Linked DNA regions of Hordeum vulgare: all the other regions are linked to region 1. The links are chromatin contacts, called in public Hi-C and HiChIP or PLAC-seq maps. All regions are on one chromosome and are shown on one strand. The core of a region is the stretch at or near the end of the contact, and the rest is flanking DNA. Distances in the headings are between cores, read along the strand shown. Region 1 holds the start of LOC123444334 (protein VTE6, chloroplastic). Region 2 holds the start of LOC123444331. Region 3 holds the start of LOC123444332 (GDSL esterase/lipase At5g45670-like).

Region 1 (2,934 bases), core at 292-2,791:
CACAGCAAACATTGCTCATCAATGAACAAAATAATCATACATTATGATTATTTTATGGCAATACATGTTTAAATAATTTCACAGGAAATACCAATCTCAATTCTCCTTTACCAAGGGCAAATCATAAACTGCAGAAAAGTGTATCTCTTATGGACAACCTCCACCTGATTTGAAGATTAAAACATGCAATGATCACTCATTCGTGATTCATCTGCAGTTTCAAAGGGCAGAACAAATAAAGGAAGTTTGGACGTTTTGGCAAATCCTTGATTTCCTAACTGGCAGGATTGCCAAATCAAGACTATCCCTATTTCATACATAAGCAGCATATGGAAAAGAACGACCCCCTTACTAGCCCGTTTCTCTCCCTATAGCAGGGGAGGTGAAACCTTCCTTTCCAGATTGCTGGCAGCAGGATGATCTACCTAACCTCGGTTAATGTCACAGCAACTGCACCTAAAATGGCATTCTAGCTTTCTAGGCACTCCGGATTGCGATTTGCCTAGGCTTTGAAAAGATTCTATCTCCACCACTGATCTATAGATTTCCATGGGTACGAATCTAGAGTAACTCAGATTTCCGGTCAATTCGTGTACAAACTTGAGCGAGACAGAAATACGAAACTATTTTGCCTGTAATCAATTCTATGAAGCTAGTTTATCTCTTAGTACAATTTTGAAAAACTTGGGTGTGGGAAATTGCTATTTTGCATCAACTGCTGAAAGACACTAGAAAACATTCTCCCAGCCCACAGCAGCCCTACCAAAATGACGGCGTGCGAAAGGGATCTGCAGAGGTGGCATTGGTCAACGACCAAAATTTTGGAAGGGCAATCCAAACAGCCCCGAAGATAACGCAATCGCTAAAATATTATTTCCTGGGCTGTGAGGAGAGAACATCGATGAAACATGCCCTCTTAAAAAATGAAGATCATCGGTCGATGGCAACCCCTGGATAGTTATTCTAAACCGTGACAAAAACGGCCGCATTGCTGAATTTTCAGATTTACCACAGCACCTCAGACATGCAATTCAGAAACCCTACGCCATGGATGCGCAGCAGCAACCGATCCACTCACCACGACGAAGTAGGCGGCGACAAGGAGGTAGCCCCGGGGCCCAAATGCGCGCCACGTGAGGGTGCCGAGGACGTAGGCGGCCGCGAAGCCGGAGGCGGAGAGGCCGGAGAGGAGCAGCGGCGAGCCCGCGACGAAGACGGTGAGGTTGGTCGCGGCAGCCGAGCTCCACGTGGGCGGAGACGCCTGGAAGGCGCCGGCGACCGCGTCCCGGAGGCTCGCCGCCGCCGCGGCAATGTCCGGGAGCGAGCGCGGAGGGGCGGGGGACAGGTGCCGCGAAACACCGGTCCGGCGAGGGGCCAGGGGCAGGGTCCTGGGCGCGACGAGGGAGGGCAGGAGGAAACGAGGCGGAGGGGAGAGGTGGGTGTGGAGCAGCGGCAGGAGACCGCACGCCATTTTCCGCCACCGTCTTGGATGCCTCTGCCTTCGGCTCTCTCAGTCTCAGCCGAGCGAGAGTGCGCGACTCCTCTGTCCCTTTCCTCTCTCCAGGAATACGCCTTCGCGCGTTGTTTTGTACAACCGGTAGACGTCTTCTGGTTGGGTTTACGGAATTTCCAGATGGTAGGTGCGTCGGGCTTGGTCGCCTTCCTGTATAAAAGACCTGCGCCCCCCTTCCTGCTCCAACCCAGGCCGCCGCCGCCATCGCAGATCGCGATCTGCGTCGCGTCCAGATACGTTTTGCTGGTGTTTTCTTCCGAGATCTCGCGCGCGTTTCTTGTTTCTTTCATCCTTCCCGGAGAGGATGTGCTTCTTCTTATTATTCTTCTTGCTGCCAAGTGATGTTTGGGTTATTGCGCAAGGGCTTTGAGCAATTCATGGCATGGTTTTGCCTGATGCGATGAGATCACAAGTTATTTACCATCCCTTCTGATGGCAGCACCTCCTTCATCTCTCTACCCTTTGCCGTTCCGAGTTTTATTTTTTGTTGCTCTGTTTCGGAATTTTTTTGCCCTCGTTTGCTTCACAAAATCTTCAGTTGCCAGGTGATGCTGGGGTTATTGCGCAAGGGCTTTGAGCAATTCGTTGGCGCTTTTGTGCTGATGCTGTGAGATAAAACTACATGAAGTCCCTCCTGATGGCAATTGGGTACTCAAGTCTTGGATAAACGAGATAGCTGCTTGTAGATATTTTGCACTGTTTTTCTATGTGCTACCTCTCTGTAGCATTAGACAGTGTTTTTCATGAAGCATTACACGGTGTTATTTTTATGTACTCGGGAGTTTCTTCTTTTTTAGAAATATAACTGGATCGATGATGTTAAACTCGAATTTTTGGCCAAAAGGACTACTAGCCAAGTGCTATTGCCACATGTGAAGTGCACTGAAAATTAAGTCAATCTGATGCTCAATCCACCTAATAGGTGATAATCCCGATGACAAGTCTTGTAGAAAGATGTTAGCGAACTCCTGGTGGAGGCAAAAAAAGAAGCACATCCTCGAATGAAAATAATACATTTTTACACACAAATGCATAGCAAACGATGTAGTAAAATTCAGATCGATAATATCAGATTTAGTAGCAAGTAAACGTCCATTCTTTAATTTCATTTTAGATGCAACACTAGATGATGGTTTACTAGGTTTGTCGTGTTGCTCAAATTCTTTTGTTTAGCTCCTGTTTTGCTTTACTAACTCTAGCAATGTCATCTTTCATAATATGTTTAGTAGACATAGGAAGTAAAGTTATATTGTTATCCTTATAAACAAGAGTATAATGATTTTTCCTACCATGTTGTGCAGAATTATTATCAAATTGCTATGGTCTACCAAGTAAAAAAGAGCATGTTTGCATGGATATCACATCACAATCAACATAATCAGAATATGTAACAATGTTAAAATGCACATGAACGGATATAA
Region 2 (2,909 bases), core at 128-2,627, 180 kb after region 1:
AATGTGATTTTTTTGTAATGCAAACATTATTTAAAACACCACGAACAATTTTTGAGTTTGTGAACAAAATTTGAAAAATGGGGAACAAACTTCAACTTCTCAACATTTTGAGAAACCTAGACAAAAATTACAAGAGTGAAACAAATTTTCAAGCATGCAAACTTATTATGAAAATCATGAATATTTTATGAAATAATGAACAAACTGAAAAAACATGAACATTTTTTGAACATCTGAGCAATTTTTCAAACCTAGAAGAAAAGTTGGAAAAGACAAACATTTTTTCAAATAGGCAAACAGTTTTGAAAATCACGAATATTTTTTAAACTTGTAAACAATTTTTTAGAAACAGATAAAGAACATTATTTGAAAAATCAAACATTATTTGAAAAATCACCAATTTTTAAAATGTGATCAAAATTTAGAAATTCCAAACATTATTTAAAAAATTACCAATTTTTTGAATTTATGAACATAATTTGAAGAATAGGGAACAATTTTCAACTTATCAACATTTTAAGAAACCAATACAAAATTTTTAAAAATGAATCATTTTTTCAAACAAACGAAATTTTTAGGAAAATCATGAACATTTTATGAAATTATGGACGAAATGGAAATAACATGAATATTTTCTGAAAATCCGAGCAATTTTTGAAACAGGCTACAAAAGTCGTTAAAGGGAAATATTTTTGTAAATAGAATAACAATTTTGGAAAATCACAAACATTTTGTAAATTTGTAACTGAGTTTTCTAAAACAAACAAAAACATAAAAAAATGAAAATCAAGAAAATATGAACTTGAAAAATAAACAAAAACATAAAACAAAGAAATGAAAAAAGAAACAGGAAAAAACCAAAAAAATAAATGAACAGAAAAACAAAAACCAAAAATAAATAAAAACAAACGCAAAATAAAACCGCTAAAACTGTATAAAAACAAAAAAAGGTAGGCTCGCTATCAGGGATCGTTCTTGAAGGTTTTCAAAACCGGCTGCCTATGGCCCAATTCGCTCGATCGGGGTTCGGCTGCGCGAAAGCTCGACATTTTGACGCAATAAGAGTATTTTCCTTCTGGTCCCCTCCTCGTGTTAAAAATAATATCTGTTCTTTTAGTAATATGTTTTGTCAAATTCAGACGGCCGGCTGTCTCTTCTTGTTCGTCCCCTCGGGCTTTTTGGGCCACCACGACGGTACAGCGCACAATCCCGGGAAGAAGACCATGCGCGTCTGCCGACGCAACAGGGAGTAATAAAAAGAAATCTGGTCAGGTCCAGCGTCGAATCCGCTGCGCACTGGGCCCCGCCTCATCACACCCTCCCAGGCGTCCCCACTTCTTTTTGTCAGTTCGTTCGGCCTATTCTCCCTCTCCCTCCCACTCTCGCTCGTAGTTTCGCAGCCCACCCGGCCGGCCAACCCTCGCCGGCGAGGCGGAAGCCAAATGGCCGCAGCCTCCGCCGCCGCTTCGGCCGCGGCGGCCGAGGCCTTCTCCATACGGTACCCTCCGCTTGTTTTTCTCGGCACACGCGGCTGATGCATGCTGACTGTGACTGGTCGACCGAATGCCGCAGGGGGTTCGCCAGCATGATGCGGGCCGTGGACGCGGCCAAGTGCTGGCCATTCGGAGGCGTCGAGGACGGGACTACGGAGACGCCGCAGCTCCCGCCGATGGACCCGACGCCGCGGTCGCGCTGGTGGGCCGACGGGGTTGCGGCGGCGCGGGCGCGGCCGGGTTTTTGCGCTGCGGGCCGAGACTTCGCCGTGGGTGGCGGCATGGAAGATGGTTTGAGGAAGGCAACGAAGAGGAAGGGGTCTCGCGGGAGCGGCGGTGCCGGGAGGGCTAACAAACGGCAGAGAGCGCTCCAATCTCTCTTCTATTTGAAGCACAAGGTACGGTTGGTGCCCCCGCTTTGCTTGCCCTTCCCCCCAGCATTCGCTAATAACCGTTCTCTGGGTTTACAACTTCATACATCATGTTCAGTTTAGTATTACTAGCTTTTGTGAAGGCCCTTGTCACATTGGTAATTTATGTTATTTGCTTGCTAAAATGTAGACTATGCATCCCCTTAAAAAATGTAGACTATATGTATGTTTCTACTGGTAGACATGAACGGTGAATGCAATGCGCCAAACAATGGCCACATTATGTAGCACCGCGGTTAAAACTTCTGCTGCAATGTGGTTGTCTTAGCCATTTGAAGGTGGACACTGGAAGTAGATTTTAAATTTTAATGCATAGTGTTGAGTCTATTTAGCATGTATATATGTATACCTGATCCATCTCATAGATCTTTGTATAGTTGAGGTTGTATCCCACCTTGTATATTATATATACGTCGCTTGCATCCGATCAATACATCGAGAGTTGCATCCTATTCCTCTACATAGTATCAAACTTACCACGATCCCTACCCTAGCCGCCGCGGCGCTGCGTCTCCTCCTCTGCTGCCGCGCCACCTCCTCCTCCGGCTGCCGCGTGCGCCTCCCACCACCCACGCTGCCGCGCTCCTCCAATTGCCGCCGCGCCCCTTCTCCCATGCACCTCTCCCTCCTCTCTACCCAAACCCTACCGTGCCGCCGTTCCCTCCTGCCACCACCATGTCTTCCTCCGGCCACAACATCAACCCCTTCGGTTCCTCCTCCGACTCCGACTCAGAGGTTCCCAACGCCATCCACATCCGCGACGTTCCTCTCTCCGTTCACGTCGACCTACTTCAATCTCCTCTTCCGGGAGTACAATCTTGGTGATCACGTTGACGGCTTCGCAACCTCCTCGCCATGGGCCACGACGCACCCTCATCCGGTGGTTCTTCCTCACCGTCTCGTCGGACATCTTCTGTATCGTCGTTCGCGATGGGGACGATGCCTACATGGTGTGGACCAAGATCAACGGCCTCTTCACCAACAA
Region 3 (2,820 bases), core at 159-2,658, 200 kb after region 1:
GACATCATTTTTTGGCTATGTACGTATATAGCATGATGGTTGTGAGCTTGTGATCTGTATATATACTCTACGACTACGTACCAGCTGCTGGCCGGTCTCGGCACGGATCCCGGCGGCGGCGGAGGCGAAGTTGACGCCGTTGAGGAGCTGGTCGCCGCCCGTCGCGGCGTAGGGAGGGATGAAATTGTCGAAGCCCAGAAGTTGAGCTGCATGCATGGTAAAATCACAACAAGGTTAACGTTTTGAGCCGTGACGTACGTAACCACCATTGATGCTGCACATGTAGGAGTACCATGCGCGCGTACGTACGTAGAAATCTCTTTACTAGAACAACTATCATGTTTTTGTTATCTGCAACGCGACGAGGCGAGACGATGGATCTAGCTAGTGGTGAGTTCGTGATGCGTGCATGGATCTATGCCCGCCCCGGCAAATTTAATTCCTTGTAGCCCTCACCGAACGCTGCAAGTACTATATCGGCGGGTTGGCCCACGCTCGGACGTGACGGGTGCCAAGCCAAGAAAAGCTACGGCCACATTCCTCTATTTACACACCCACCTTGACTATTTCTACTACTGCTACTGCTGTACTTGGGAAGGATCGGAATGCCAGGCCAGCTGCCACCGTTTTCTATCTATCACCTGACCCAGATACGCATGCAATGCATGCACGCATCACCCATGACCGCCATAAACATCCATGGCCGATCGTGTCCGAATGCGCTAGTGTAGGTGTAGAAGTAGACGACAATTCATCTATCCTAGCTACTACGTACCCTGTAGTAGTTAGCTGAGCTCCTGTGTATATACAGGCAGGTAGGTAGTGCATGCTGACGACGGCCAGGTTAATTAATCTGGGTTTGACGACGGCCAGGTTACTTAATTAATTGATTACCGATGACGTCGACGGTGGTGAGGCCGTTGGTGAAGCGCCCGGACGGGCCGCCGGCGAAGTCGATGCCGTAGGGCGGGTAGTTGGCGCGCGCCAGGGACACGATGTAGTTGTTGTTGCCGTTGTCCACCAGCGAGTCGCCGAAGATGAAGTAGCACGGCACCTGCGGGTCGCTCCTCGCCACCGTCGCCACCGCCGCCGCCGCCACCATGCACGCCAGCCGCCACAGATCCATGGCGCCCGCGCACGCACACGGCTAGCTAGCTAGCTTCCGACGAGAGAGGTAGCTCTAGGCTCTAGCTAGCTAGTAGCTACAGCTAGGCACACGGGTAGTGCAGAGGAGATTGATCGATGGACGAGGAGGAGAGAGAAGTGGAAGTGGATATGGACGGAGAGGGTGGTCGACCAGAGGAGCTAGCACGAGTCACGCTTGCACATGACACACGGGACTGGGCAAACATATATATAGGCGCCGCGCGGGCAGGGCTGCTGGGGCGGCGATGGAGCGGTACCGGAAGGAAGCTGCAGTGATAGCAGATGGACTCGTCACTCGTGTGGGCGCGCTCCACCTCCACTTGCGTAGATAGATAGATTGTTGGTCGCGCTTGGTGGGCGAGCTAGCCCCAGTAGTCCAGTACACTACTACGTACTCCCTCCGTTCCAAAATATAAATAGAAGTCTACATATGAAACAAAATGAATGAATCTACACTCTAAAATATGTCTATATACATCTGTATGTAGTCTATTAATAAAACATTTTTAAAGACTTATAGTATTTAGAAACGGAGGGAGTACGTAGTACTGATCGAATGATCGAGCTTTGGGTGTAACTTAATTCAGTGTTGGCCGAAAATACAGTTAATTCCACCCGGCTTTCAGACGGATCTGTGGTACGTACGGTTGCACTTAGCTGGCTGCTGCAGCGGTCGAGTGGAAGTTTAATCACTGGCCCGCCTGCAGTGCTTAGACGGATCTGTGGGTAGTATGTTGCAGCAGCTTTTGCATACAGTTCATTTAATTCTCCCGGCCAACGGGGTTCAGTTCAGTGAACATACTACTGGTAGTACATGCATCTTGTTAGTATCACTCCGCAGCGCACTGGCAAAATGCATGGCAAGTGGGTACTGCATGGTGCTTGCATCGCCTGCATGGCAAGTTCTGTACTGCTAGTGCCATGCTTAATTACTGGTACCGGTGGTTTGGTTCGGTGTGGCGTGGGTCTGCGCCGCACCCGTGGGCGTCATCCAGTGAAGCACATGAACAGTTTTTACCGTGTGCCACAGTGCCATGTTTTTCGTTTCAGAATAGGACAAGCCGAGGAGGGCATTTTCACACACCCCTCTTGAAGTAAGTACCTGCATTCGTGCAAGCCCCCCCTCCTGGTGCAACTGCTCTGTAGTTTTATCAGCTTCATTCTTTTTTTTTCGATATAAAGATCAACTTCACCAACTTCACTATTGAGGGTCATCAATTTAAGCACCTCAAACAAATTAAATGCAAGGAAAACAACACGCAGTCTCTGGGAGCTGTGAGAAAAACCACAAACTTGCTTCGTTCCTGTAGAAAAAGTTGGTCTGCTCGCACTGTGACTCGCGAATGATCGTTTCCACGAAAATTACAGGTACAAGGCAGTACCGGTGGAGTACCAACCAAGGAAGCATTTCATCACCTTAAGTGAGGCTGCCGTTAGGCCGCAGCGGCAAGTAATTAGGCATGGACGACGTACGTCGACACTAGCCCGTGAGACGGGCCATAAACCACGGCATGGAGTCCGTCGACGAGCATAGGTGGCACCTCCATTAATGCCGGTAGGAGGAGGAGGCAACGCGAGCGGTGAGCGCCTTCAAGTTGAAGGGCGGTCGGCCGCCCCCAAATCATGCAGGTTTCCCAGCGCTTGCGGCAGCGCGAAGCACAACAAACCCGAGCT

What was found. Hi-C and Micro-C count contacts between places; a contact is called where the count stands out from the background. HiChIP or PLAC-seq counts read pairs in DNA pulled down with a chosen protein or histone mark.
Region 2: a contact with region 1 is called in an H3K4me3 HiChIP or PLAC-seq map of embryo, with 7 times the contacts expected there. The contact joins the promoter of LOC123444331 here to the promoter of LOC123444334 in region 1. A contact is called at or near these places in 1 of 6 Hi-C or Micro-C datasets (seedling) and 1 of 1 datasets of contacts at active chromatin or transcription factors (embryo).
Region 3: a contact with region 1 is called in a Hi-C map of leaf, with 4 times the contacts expected there. The contact joins the promoter of LOC123444332 here to the promoter of LOC123444334 in region 1. A contact is called at or near these places in 2 of 6 Hi-C or Micro-C datasets (leaf and seedling).

What each region holds. Positions count from the first base shown.
Region 1 is chr3H:471,443,484-471,446,417 of MorexV3_pseudomolecules_assembly, reverse strand. It overlaps LOC123444334 (protein VTE6, chloroplastic), which reads right to left and starts at 1,541. Exons shown (of 5, transcript XM_045121020.1): 1 at 1,079-1,541. The coding sequence starts at 1,471.
Region 2 is chr3H:471,260,866-471,263,774 of MorexV3_pseudomolecules_assembly, reverse strand. It overlaps LOC123444331, which reads left to right and starts at 1,377. Exons shown (of 3, transcript XM_045121016.1): 1 at 1,377-1,498; 2 at 1,573-1,891. The coding sequence starts at 1,443.
Region 3 is chr3H:471,244,756-471,247,575 of MorexV3_pseudomolecules_assembly, reverse strand. LOC123444332 (GDSL esterase/lipase At5g45670-like) reads right to left here and starts at 1,408. Exons shown (of 3, transcript XM_045121017.1): 1 at 895-1,408; 2 at 82-206. The coding sequence starts at 1,126.